Regions from separate parts of the Gossypium arboreum genome. Here region 2 is linked to region 1. The links are chromatin contacts, called in public Hi-C maps. All regions are on one chromosome and are shown on one strand. The core of a region is the stretch at or near the end of the contact, and the rest is flanking DNA. Distances in the headings are between cores, read along the strand shown.

Evidence for each region. A called contact is a pair of places that touch in the nucleus more often than the background predicts.
Region 2: a contact with region 1 is called in a Hi-C map of leaf, with 2.4 times the contacts expected there. The contact joins the promoter of LOC108486202 here to the promoter of LOC108486783 in region 1. A contact is called at or near these places in 2 of 5 Hi-C or Micro-C datasets (both in leaf).

What each region holds. Positions count from the first base shown.
Region 1 is chr6:94,593,047-94,600,042 of ASM2569848v2, forward strand. It overlaps LOC108486783 (monogalactosyldiacylglycerol synthase, chloroplastic-like), which reads right to left and starts at 3,225. Exons shown (of 8, transcript XM_017791008.2): 1 at 2,508-3,225; 2 at 2,100-2,272; 3 at 888-1,049; 4 at 666-807; 5 at 236-460. The coding sequence starts at 3,023.
Region 2 is chr6:94,908,328-94,915,323 of ASM2569848v2, forward strand. LOC108486202 reads right to left here and starts at 3,559. Exons shown (of 20, transcript XM_017790102.2): 1 at 2,080-3,559; 2 at 1,627-1,830; 3 at 587-691; 4 at 435-500; 5 at 191-355. The coding sequence starts at 3,291.

The DNA of each region.
Region 1 (6,996 bases), core at 1,975-4,474:
TAAGATTGTGCAATTTCAGAAAACTATCATATAGTCTGTGCAAACATTTCTCTTTAATAATAATAATAATAACAAAAAATGGAAACATGATTAACAAGTTAATCGCATGTTTAAGCTAGTTAAAGAAGAATATTAGGAGAAACAATTCTTGAAAAAGGCATCTTGATTGGAATTATAAGTAGATGACATAGCTATTCAAAGTATTTCAAATTAAAACATACAAAGAAAGTCATACCTGGACAGGAATTTTCCAGTCAATTGAAAGCAATTTGCCGGCAAGCTTTTTGTTACGGCCACAAATTATGAGAACTTGGCCAATCGGCTCCCCAAGGTTCTCATCATATAATGCATCTCCAAGTGCATGAGCAGTTGCCTCAATAGGCCCCATCCCTTCTCCTCCTCCCATTAGCAAAACAGCAGGAAGAGATTGATCCATTCCTAGTTCTCTCCTCAGCTCAATCTACAATTACCAAAAGCTAAAGTGTATCATAACCTAGGAGCCAATGAAAGATGAATAGACAGAGATTTCAAAAGAGATAATAAACTCAAAAGTAATTGCAAGTGGTCTGGACCTGCAAAGTGAAAAGCTCAGAACAATAGTTTTCACTAAAAATTAAATTTGGCATAGAGAAAATAAAAGTTCACTAGGTTGAAAGGTAACTGACCTTTGGCCGAACAGGCTTCACAAAAGAAGGTCGCACTGGAAGGCCATAAACCTTAATTTGGGATTGTTTAAGACCAGCTTTCATTGCCCTTTTTGCTACTTCTGCTGTTGGGCAATAGCATCTAGTTACAAGCTTATGAAACCTAAAAAAGAATGCACATGTCCAAAATTACACCAAGAATAAGTGAGTTTGAAAGGCATTAAACCGAGATGAAGAACTAACCATGTAGGATGGCAAGTGCTTAGGTCAGTGACCACCGTGGTAAAAACTATCTTCTCTAGCAGACCCTTTGCCCTCAGAATTCGAAGTGGAACATGTTGCATCAGCGGATGTACACTGATAATAATGTCTGGCTGGTATTTCATCAACCCTTTGGCAACCTCTCTAGTAATAGGAACATAAAATAACAGAATCGGATAAATATAAGACACAAGCATGCATGTATTGTAATTTGTTGCAAGGATAAAAGTTTACAAGAATGACAAAACAAATCATATGATACTGATTTGTTGCAAGAATGACATACTTGATTTGGTTTCATTTGCATAGCATCTTACATTAGATCAACAGGGAGGAAACAGTCATCAATAGAAACTTGTTGGATGGTGACGACGTACAAACCACAGCATAGTTAATTGTTATACCAGCTTGGGAAACATGCCACAGTCCAATAGAACTGAGGCTATAGCCCAAAAAAGGCAGAAGGCATGCAAAACCAAAACCTCCTACATCACCAGCTAACAGCTAAGGAGCATACCACCTAGCACAACATGTAGCTTTCAAGGACTGACAGCCTTGCTAGGAAGGACCCTGATACAGCTCAGGCTGCAGGGCCAACAAAAATGGCCACTGGACGTAGCTGCCAAGCCAAGCCAAGACAAAAGAATAACCAACCACCATGCAACAGGCAGCCCCAAGGCTAGGTATAAATACCCAAGTACCAACTCTCTCTCTCTTACTTCTTCTCTGCTAGCTTGCTTTACCCATTACACTATCTCCTTTTCTAACTTAAGCATCAAAGAGCATTCTGGAGCACTGATGCCCCAAGGCTAGGTATAAATATCCAAGTACCAACTCTCTCTCACACTTCTTCTCTGCTAGCTTAAGCTCTTTTTTTATCCATTACACAATCTCCTTTGCTAACTTAAGCATCAGATAGCACTCTGGAGCATTGATGCCCCCAAGGCTAGGTATAAATACCCGAGTAACTCTCTCTCACGATCTAGACTCTCTCATACTTCTTCTCTGCTAGCTTAAGCTCTTGCTTTACCTGTTACAAAATCTCCTTTCCTGACTTAAACATCATAGAGCGCTCCGGAGCATTGACACCACCCCAGCTCACGTGTACTTTGCTATAAGCTTTAGCAACAAAAGTCCACCACCAAGACGACTCCAACATAAATAATATAGGAAAACAATCTAAAGACATCTCACCTTGCTATGAACGTCGAAGTTGCAGCAAAATTTGATTGATGAATTACCCGAGGAGCGGTTCCATAATAAGTCATTCTCCACAATGATCCATGTTTGACTAAGAAGTTATAGCTCTTTGGCAATTGATTAAATGGCCAGGGTGTATGATCCGACCACAAATCAGTAACAAACACCTGCAATAGAACACCAATCTTGACATACAGAACAAAAGTACACTAAAAACGTATGCACCCATTATCTACTAATTCTTCAATCAATTTGCCAAGAAACTGCAGAAACATAAAGATAAATAAAACTGAAATATGCCTATATTGATACCAAAAACAATGAAATGAAATGAATTTTCTCAATTTCTACTTTTGCCCAATGCCCACATTTTCTTTGCAACCAAACAAAAAGGAAACTGACCTGATAATCGTCTCCAAATTCCTCCATAAAAGCAGCCTTAATAGCTTCAGCGGAAGCTCTATGACCCCCACCAGTATCACTCATCAAAATCAAAACTTTTTTGGGGGCCTCAGCTTCGACTCCATTTAAAGGCAAACCTTCAACCTCCAAAACACCGCCACCGTCATCCCTCACTCCATTCCTATCCTCGGAACCGACCCGAACCGAAGCAAACCCGATCGGGATTCTTTCACAATGAAACTTAATCGCTCTATTGAACTCGTTCATGATCCTCCCAACGCTCGAAGAAACGCCGTTTCGAGCACCCAAACTGAGCGAAGCAACAGCTATAACTCTACGCCTTTTATGAGCAATCGAGCCTCTGAACCCCGAGAAATACACGTAATTTGGCTTGAATGAAGAAAACCCATCAGAATTCGAGCTGTAAAAGCTCTTGTTGAAAGCTAAGTGACCCGTTTGCGTAACGAGATCAATGGCAGAGCCAGATTCTTGGGTAATCTTTGAAGGGTTTTGCATTTTGGGAAGTTTTTTTTGGCTAGTTGCAGAGTTATGATGATGATGAGAAAAAAACTGAAAAAATTTTAAACCATGATAGTTTTTGTTTCGAATAACAGCCAAAGTTCATTTATTTATATGGAAAAACCAAAGATATAGATAAATAAAATAAATATACGAGTGAAATGGTGAAAAAAAGTAGGTGACAGTGATGGAATCTAATGGTGATTTTGTAACCGCAGAAACTGAGATAGGGAATGCCTTTGTACTTAGTGCTTTGATAGTAACCGGACCCACTTTTCCTAGGTTGCCCAACTGTGCTCTCGTTTTGGCTTGTGGTTAAATTTTAGGGTTAATATATTATTTCACACTTACAATTTTCTTTTCTCCTAATTCCGCTTTAATATTCAATTTATTATTTAAGTTTTGTGTTTCAATTAAGTACTTATATTTTTTTATTAGAGCCCAAGTATCGAATATTTATTGGGGCATATTATGCCATTTGGTTAGGTACCAAATTATACATTAGAGCCAAACTAATGTACCATATAAATTTAGGTACTAAATTGAATATTGAAGGCAAACTCAAGCATAAGATGACGTGGTGTCATCCACGTGTATACAATATCTGCAAAGTTTTTTAAAAAAAATTAACTTTTCTATTCATTTTAGGGCAATTTAACTAAAAGTACAAATTTAAAGATGAAAAGTACAAGTTTAAAGACGAAAAGAGGTAAAAAAAAAATTAAATAGAAAACTAAAATGTATTTTTTATAAAATTAGAGGATAAAATAAGTTATTATGCCTTGAACATTTAATTACGATTATTTTGAACATGTATCCCAACTCGTTATCAATATTTATAGTTTCACCCCTAATTTGAGTTTAATATTGAAAAGTATAATGAGATTATGTAAATTAAATTAAATCTAAGAAATTGGGATTTGGTTTGTACACAAGTAGCGTTTCGTGTTTGGTCCTCGCCGCACTCAATGTACAGAAGCCATATAAGTCCACGTCAGAACCGACCATTTAAATTGATTAAATTCTTTTAGATTAAAATGTAAATTAGGGTATGTGCTTTTAATAAATTATTTTTCTCTTTTAAAAAGAAGGATTATCCAATGTTAAATATGATGTCAATGATATTTTAATGTTAAACTTAAAGTGATGTATAATTTTACTTAAGTTTAAAAAAATATTTTTATATATTTGAAATTTATTTATTTTTATTTTAAGAAACATAGTTTTTTTTCTATATTTAAGGATACAACCCTAATTGTTAAATCATTAAAAATTTTTATTGAATTCAAGTTGATTACAATGTTGTTTTTATTATATGATTATCAAATGAGTATTCTTTTATTTCAAAATATCACACCAATAAATTTAATAAAAGATTTTTAATAGTATTAACAATTAAACTTACATACCAATTGAGTTTTATTTCGGTTAGTATCGATATTATTACTAATAAATGAGGATGTGAGTACAAACGTCTTGAAGTGTGTTTTTATACTCTTTAAAGGTTAGGAGAAGTTATGAATATTATATAAAATAATAATTGAAACTACATTTTAAAATTTAAAAATAAAAAAATTAATTTTATAAAAATATAAATATAAATACTAAACTTCAAATATATAAAAATCCATAAACTTAAGTCAAATGAGCCCTAAATGCCTAGACATATAGTAGACGGGGCCTACTATAAAATTTAACCCTGTACGACATTGCATATGACACATTGACATTATCTTCCCCACTTCGATGATTGATAGGCTACCTGAATTTTTTACATGTGCTTCTTTTAAGGTTATTTTCATTGTTTTTACATCGGATTAGAATGGTAAAAATTAAAAATTGGGCCAAAGAATTAAAATTTTATTAATTTATTAATTATTATTAGAATAATAATTGAATCAATATTGATGATATCATCAGTTTTATTATCAATCCAGTTTTTAAAACATTGGTTATTTAGGTTAGTTTTATTGGATGAATTTATCCATTTATACTAAATTATCACACATTTACCATGTAAGTAAAATTATATACCAAATTAACTTTTAGGTAAAATGGTAAATTTGAAGGTTTAAAATTATAATATTTAAGTTCAAATACCATTAGTTATTAGAATAAATTTAGACAAATTTATAAACATGGTAACATCCAAATAATACAAATCTAAATAAATACAAACAAAATCAAATCATTACAAGCACAAACATATTAATAATGAAAATACATATTTGAAACTTAAAATTCGAAAATAACCCACATATGATAGAACTTGAACCTAAATAAGCCAAAGGTTCTATGTTCAATTCCTCACATTCTCATGTTTTTTTTATTTAATTTTCGGATTATAAAACTTTGATCAAAGCTTTCATAACCGTCCACTCCTAGTTACCATGCAAACAAAGGGTTCTTTCCTCCTTAACTAGTCAACTTACCATCTTCCCCCCCCCCCCTTTTTCACTTCATGGGTTCCCCTCTTTCCTTTTCTTCTCCTTATTTTTCTCACTTGCCTTTACACTAATGTATGCCACTTCTAGCACATGAAACCATCCACATTCATGTTTTTCTTTTTTTTTCTTTCATCTTTTCCATTCCCCTTTCTACTCTCTTCGTCTCTTTCTCTTTCCAAAAATTAGAGTTGTAACACCCCTAATCCATCTTCTCATCGAATTAAGGTTATGGAGTATTATCGAGCAACCAAAAACATTTAAACATTATAACATTCAATAATTTAAATATATTATAAATCATTCATTATCCTACATTTTTTTCCCTAAATCAAGCCTTCAAGGCCCTAAAAATAGCTTAGAAGAAATTCAGGAATAATTTGAAACAATTTGAAAAGTTTAGGAAAAAGTTGCAAAAATTGGAAACAGGAGTCACACGACCATGTAACTTTTGAACAAGGGGCACACAACCGTGTCCCTGCCCGTGTCCTCACCTGTGTAATTCACTAAGGAGGGTCACACGGCCATGTCACATGCTCTTGTACCAAGCCGTGTAACTCTCTAAGTTACCCAACACGCCCGTGTGCTAAGCCATGTAACTCACTAACTTGAACCCTAAGAAATCGTCAAATGACACATGGCTGTGTTGCCAAACCATGTACCTCACACAGTTGTGTCACACACCCGTGTCCCAAGTCGTGTGAACCCAAAATTTACCTAAAATCAAACCATTTCAAAACCATTTCATGCATAATTTCTCATACCACTTAAGCACACATTCAAGGGGTTCAAACACCATTCAAACTTGTATAAACATACCATTTCAAGCATCCTAAATCACTTAACCAATATGCCATTCAAAAGCACCACAATTTGCATCCAAACATCTCTTACCTAAACATGTCTATATGCTACATTTCATGCATACAAACTTAGTCCATATAAGTACTAAATCATACTACATACAACCATTTTCAAACCATTCAAAAAATACCATAAGAGCCTTATTTACAAGCTTTAACAAGTGACAAAAAATGACAATCTTTGGTAAACACTTAAATGCACCAACCAAACATAATCTTCAAAACATAAACATATCAAAGCACCATTACACAACATCATATACATGCCATTGGTTTATAATACTAAAAAACTACCGAATTGACTTCTGGATAGTATGATAGATCTCTGACAAATTTCTAAATTGATCGAGCTTCTGATAATCTATAAAATAAAGGAAAGAAACTACGTAAGCAACGAGTGCTTAGTAAGCTCGTATAAACCTTAAACATAACTTACCATTTCTATAATACAATTTATAAAATAAGTATAAACCAAAACCAATGCATTAAGCTTAATATGAGCCTATACAACATCATCAAAACTTACAAGTTAGTACACTTATTCATATATATATGAAATCAACCATAAGATATGTGGTCTACCATGTATAAACATAACATTTTATATCATCAATGTTACCATAATGTCATGTTTCATAGTATTTGCATACTTACCATTTCTTT
Region 2 (6,996 bases), core at 2,309-4,808, 320 kb after region 1:
AGAGAACAGAGAGTGCATAATTGCTCCAAATCACACCATTGTTCTCCTTAACCAATGTCAAATAGTATGACTAAAGTCAAATAACTCAAAATTTCTATGATTGATGACCTTTTGAGGTCTAAAAAAATAAATATAAGAGTAGAAGTAATCAAATTGAAACCAGACAAGGTATTTCTATACGCATACCCACCTGCTTAGCATCATCTCTGAATTTCTCTTTTCCAACAGCCATTCCAACAAGACTAATACACTCCAGGGATTTGGCACGTAGCATACGATTAGATTTGTCAGTAGCATTTACCAAGATTGCTTTCAGGTAAGGCATAACTGCATCATAGTATTTTTGGAAATGCTCCTGCAACCCCCAATATCACTGGCCTGAATCACCCATATAAAAGATATAAACTAATGATTTATTTTGGGTAAAATTATACCTGAGATGAGTCGGCAACTGATGCCAAAGCAGTCAAGGCACCTTCTTGCACCATTTGTTTCCCATTCTGCATGATATATTTTATATTAGACAAAAAACAATAATCTAAAATAAAGTGAATTGATGGATTAGCATTTAACTCACTTGTCATACCTGTAAAAGTACAAGCAATTTGCTGACTATTCCATCCAAGTAAGGTGTTAAAATTTCTGGAGTGCAGTTCTCACTAAAGTTGAGTACAGCTGACGCAGCATGGGCCTGTTCAGACAAATTACATGACAAAAGAGTTATTCATATTATACAGTAAAATGTTGAGGTAAAAAAAAAGGGACATACAATAAAAATATTAAACTTTTACACAAAGAGAATAAGCTTCGTTCAACTACATGTAAGTAGGCATATTCTATCCATCTATAAACTGGGACAGTGGAACTATCAATAAATCCACATCTACGTGAAGACTTGAAGATGGTTTTTTCTCCATTATCCACAAAATATTCAGGAGATTACACCTTCACAACCAGTTATGAGGCTCTTACAGTAAAGAAGCTAGCAACACTTAACATCCAAGTTCTGTTTCATCTTTCAAGAATAGGTAGACATAGAATTGTATAACGAAATTTAAAAAACTATTCCCATTATTTAAGAAATCAGTGAGTGTTAGAAAATTTAGATAACAACCACCAGTGAACTCTGATGAGTGATAAAATAATTCGATAGTAACCAGTTGAAATGTTCCAAACTGGAAAAAACATGTTAATTCTTATTATATAATATGAAATTTGTCAACTACAAAGATACCGATATAACCAAATAAGAACATATACACTCGGATATATTTTACCTAAAGCAAGCCACACAACCAGAACAACACCAGGCATATCCACAGACAACTTAAGAATCAGGTCATTATTGGAAAGGAATTGAATGTTGTTGGGTTCAGGGGAGAGAAGGGAGTGCTGATTATACCACAAAAACAGAGATAAAGATAGGATGAATAAAATACTCTATCTAAAGTGCAATGCATATTAGTGAATTATGTCACCAGCCTACAGCGAATTTCAGCTTGTTTCTCTCTACTTAAAGATTGAAGATTACATAAGCATCCACATCACAAAGTAAAAAAAATATTTACATACTTTCAAAATTATAATCTAGAATCATGAAAGCAAAATTATATATCTCGGACTAACCTGTACTCGTGGATTCTGAAAATCATCCATAGCGCCAGCTAATGCAGGCAATACTCTTTGGTGATATTGGTTTTGCAAATCGGGTCCTAAGTCGGTAGACAATTGCCCAATTGCATTAATAGCTGCCCACCTTACACGAGGATGAGAATCATGAAATGAGTTCAAAACCATGGAAACCACTTGTTCCAGATTTTTAATCATAACCTGCAAGTACAGCAACAAATAAATTTAAAAAAAGAAAAAGAAAATAAACATCTTCCTAATTTTTTACTCAACCATGAAACATAAGGCATTTTTTCCTTTCAAAGATGAATTAGCTATGCCATTAGGCTATAAAAAAATATGTTTGAATCCACATGCACTAGACAGAATTCCACCCCATTGTTAGTAAACTTACAACACCATAAACCAAACTGAATAACCACATTAACAAACGATGATTAATAAGTGTACCTTGGCACACCCCTCAGCAATCTGCGCAAGGGCAATTAGTGCAGCATGATGCTTTTGCCACTCAGAAGCAGCCAAATAAGCAGGCAACTGCTCAGATGCAACAGGAACAATTGTGTTCCCACCTAAGGAAATTGCCAAACGATCCAAACACTCCTGTCCGACACTGTAATTGCTGGTCTCTCCAGCATCCTCATCCTCAGATTCTGCTGTGTGCCATGCTGCATCATCCTCAATATCTAACAGCATTCTCATCAATATTGCAAATAACCTACTAATAAATTGCGGCAACTTCCGCATCATTCCAGGAGCACGCTCCCTTGCTTCCGCCAAAGTCACCACAAATTCAATCGCCAAATGACGTGTCCCTTCCTCAAGAGATTCTGCCTCTGCAATCTGCAGCATCGAACCCACTACATCAACAAGCTGCCTCCTAAGAAACCGTGGCTCGGTACCTGCCAACTCGATCAACAACTCAAGTGCCTCCTGAGCAGTGGCCTCATTCCCGTTATTTAAAGCCTCTGTCAAGGTCCTCATCATTGCTGGCAAAAGATCCTGAAACCTATCCCGATCGGATGAGCTGGTCAAACACTGAATAAAGTTGATGACCGCATTCAACGCAGCAATTTTGACATCGGCATTAGAACTTTCACTCAGGCACCTCAAGAACACAGTGTGTAGATCCTTTATAAAAGGAGTCAACACATCCCCAATATATTGACTCAGCTGCGCAAATATCAAAAAAGCAGACTCCTGTAATTTAGGGGAATCCGAAGAGACACACTGAAACATAAACGGCAAGAGCTCTGGCCACCCATTCTCCGGCAAAATACTGGAAGCAAGCTCCGCAACAGTATCGCACAGCTTTTTAGATAAATTTTTGGTGGTTTCCACTTGGATTTGAGACAGAAGCACGGATTTGAGGGAAGACTGTGTAGAAATGTTGAGGCGAGGCCAGATATAAGAGTCGTCACGCGTCAACAACTTACGGAGGAGAATAGCTGCCATGGCGCGAGTCTCGGGCTGAGTGCAGACTTGGAGAAGGTGGGCGAGGCGAAGGCAGAGGGCGTCAGGGTCCGATTGCTTGCATAGATTAAACAAGGCCTCAGCGTGAGAACGTTGTTCGTTTGATGATGACATCAAGTGGGAGACTAGGGTTTCAAATGGAATCGGGTCAGGTCCTAGGATGAGGGCGAGCTGCGATTGCTGGTCCATGGCGGCGAAGGAGAAGGAGGAGGAAACGGAGACGGAGAAAATGATGGAATTGATTCCTTTGTCACCTCTTTGTTAATGCTTTTGCTCTGTGTTTTGTTGGGCGTCTTCTTGAGTGGGAGTGTGGGGGAAAATAAGGGATTTTAAGAGAGAGAAAACCAGGGCTGACAAGAAAAAAAAGGGGGCTGGATTAGCTGTAATTTTACGTGTCATGATTATTAATGTGAGTACCCACTTCCTTTCTTCTTTTCTTTTTTCATTTTTGGAGGGAAAAATAAAATACTTACTCCTACAATCCTACTAAACCACTAACGGGATGTCTGCTGTGAGCTTTGGAAAAAAAAAACTTAGGACGGATTTTACCCATTCAACAAGGTACAAGTTAAAATTGATATATTTTCATATTTTTTTGGTATTCTCTAGTAATAATTGGTATAGCTTTATAATTTTTGTAATTCTTCAAAAATTTCGATAATTTCTCATCGGTTTTAATATTTCCTCGTCATTGGCATTTAATAGAATTTTTTAATACGTTCTAATAATTTTCGAAATTAAGATTTGATACGAGAAATAATTTTGATATAAAAACATATATTATTTTTAAATATTAAGAACTTTTAAGGGGAAATTGTAACTGTAAATTATGATAAGTTTTAAATCATTATAGATTGGTGTGATGGTCAAATAATTTGCGCATCCGTTTTGAATTTGTTTTCGGTTAATAATGATTATAAAACATGAACTTGTAATGATGGTTGATATGAACAATCATTTGAAAATGAAATATTTTGTATGCATATGAAATATGATAACTGACAGCATGTGAAAGATTATACAAACCGATTATACAAGCCTTAAAGACTTGTCTAAAAACGAAACAAAACAAATGATTCGAGAAGGAAATGTGAAAATGAATTGACTTGGTGAAATGCATTGGCATATAATTGAATTATTGCAATGATAGGAAACTTGGTATTCTATGCTAATATGAATTTATCAATTAGCATAAGGTATGCATTTTGGATAGATGTGACATGAATTGAAAATTGTTATTGTTGAAAACTAATTCATGATTTTAGTGTAGGTCTAACATGCTATGTTGATTTGAAACATAAAAGTACCACTGAGCTTTATCGCTTAACGTACGGTTTGTTTATTCTATGCATAGGTACTAATAGATCTCAAAGACTCGAGGAGTGATCCAGCATTCAAACCGCAACTCTCATCTTAGCAAAGTTTGTATAGTTTCTTTATGCTTCAATATGTGGCATGTACCCAAAATTGAGTCGGTTTTAAGTAGTAAATTGTTGATTTGGTGTTTTAGATATCATGGTTAGTTTGATATATGATACATGAGTTGTATATTATATATATATATGTATGTAAGTAGCATAAGGTTTAAAATAATGTAAATATGTTAATGTTCATATTATAGAGTTGTTGTGATTTTATGTTCAAGGAAGTTATGAAAGCAGTAGGTGATGTCACGATGAAAAATCAACAGAGAGTGACATCACAACTATGGACCTTCGATGTCATGACATCAACTCGATAGTTTTAAAATTGTTGCATTTTAGTGTTAGAGTATGCCCAAAGACCAATCATGAGATGATTGTAATCACATACTCATTTTACCTTGTTTTCTAATATAATGCATTGCCATTGTTATTTCAGTTTCTTTTTATGTATGCACGAATAAAGTATTTAATAATAAAGTCCTAAGAATAATATGATTATTCTTAAAAGGTCCTTAGTCAAGTATTATAGTGGGCTTGAACAATGATAATGCATTGAGACTAATGTGTAGTTGATTAATGATGAAGTGTTGTCATTGACATAGGGATGTCAAAACTGATACGCGAGTATGTGTTAGAGAACAACATACTGGACTGACCTGCTATGAGTATGGTTATTGGATTATTATGTAATAGTCACAACATTACTCATAGTGATAATTATGTATATGATCCTTAGACTTGAGATCATCATTGTCCCAACATAGTGAGTTGTATATTTTGACACAGTCAAACGTCTACCATAACAGGTTATACTATAAAGACTGATGTTGGGTATGTCACAATCTATGTAGAGGAATATGGTTGATCAAGATAGGATTTGTCCTTCTTACATAATACGAGTAATATCTTAGGCCTCTTGATGGAGTGAGATTAAAAATGCATGGCCATGCTCGAATCAGTTGATATAAGATATCACACTTATTTTTTTATAGTAGTCTACTCAGAATATCAAGAAAGATGATATTGGACTATACAAGTGTGACAATTTCATGACTTGTGTCCAATCTAGATGTTAAGGATAAAAGCATATAATACATGAAAAGATTATCACAAAAAGGTAATGTCGAATCACGACTTCTTGCAACTTGGTTATCAATGATGCATTACTAGATGCCACTCATTGTTTATAATATTAGAGACATTATAATATTATTATTAACTTTACAAGAACCTACAAGGTCACACCCTATAGTTGAAGCAAACTGAATCCAAATACATTTGGTATTGTATTTAGTTGTCACATGAATTAAATTAATTATTGAATTAATTTAATTCGATAGTTAAATATTTAGCACATTATATGTACAAACTTATTGTACACAAATAGAGAACATAGAAAAAATTAATATATGAATTTGATTCAAACAAAATATTAATTATATATAGTTTATCAAAATTATTAATATAAATAGTTATAATAATTAATTTGGTCAAAATATAGAAGGACATGAAAGTTGATATTCTTTAGGAAATAATATAATTTGTTTTTCTAACTTTCTATTTGTTTCTCTAATAATAAGGAATAATCTCGTTTTATTTACGATATGTGATATCAAAGAAAATAAAAGATATCAAAAAAATAAAAGGAATATAATCCATTAGTGTGTTAAGGTTATCAAGAAAAACAATATCTAAAGGTCTAACAGCCGTTTTTGATTTTTCTCTCTAAAAAAGTTTAAGAGAATTTTGTTGTTCATACTTTGACTGGGTGAATTACGTAGAGGTCGAAACGTTATTGTTGCAGCTTGGGATCGGCATCGTTCAAAGGAATCATATCAACAACGTTGTTCGTCGCTTTTCCAGTTTAGAAAAAGGCATATTTTCGACCCTTGTTTCAACCTGATTCATTCCTCGTACATGGATCCATGGTTGATGATCACCAGAATAATTTTCCTCCTATGCCACGGGGTGTACCGCGATCCAACATTTAGTCCTTAACCAATCTCAATTTATCGAAAGAGCTTTCGTAAGCTCATTTAAATCCTAGATTCAATTATATAATGCATTATAATTGTGTATTGAACTTAATAGCATGTATAAACTGTTGAACTGAAATTGAAATTGAGATCGTAGTTGCTCCGGTAACGAATGTGGCATCCCGTAACTTGGATCCGACAACCGGGTCGGGTATGGGTGTCACATGTTCAATTGACTTGTGACACCATGTAACACCCTAAACACGATCTAATCGTCAAGTCTGAGCTGTAGTGTGTCACATTCCTTGTCGAGGCAACTACCATTAATTTAGATACAAATACACATCACATTTCATATAACTTACTTATGAACATATGATAACACTATTAACTAAATTCACAAGTACTAACTTGTTACTGAAATTCATGTAAATATAAAGATATACCAAAAGTGACTCAACTAGTTAAGTACATGCCAAACTATTCAAAACATA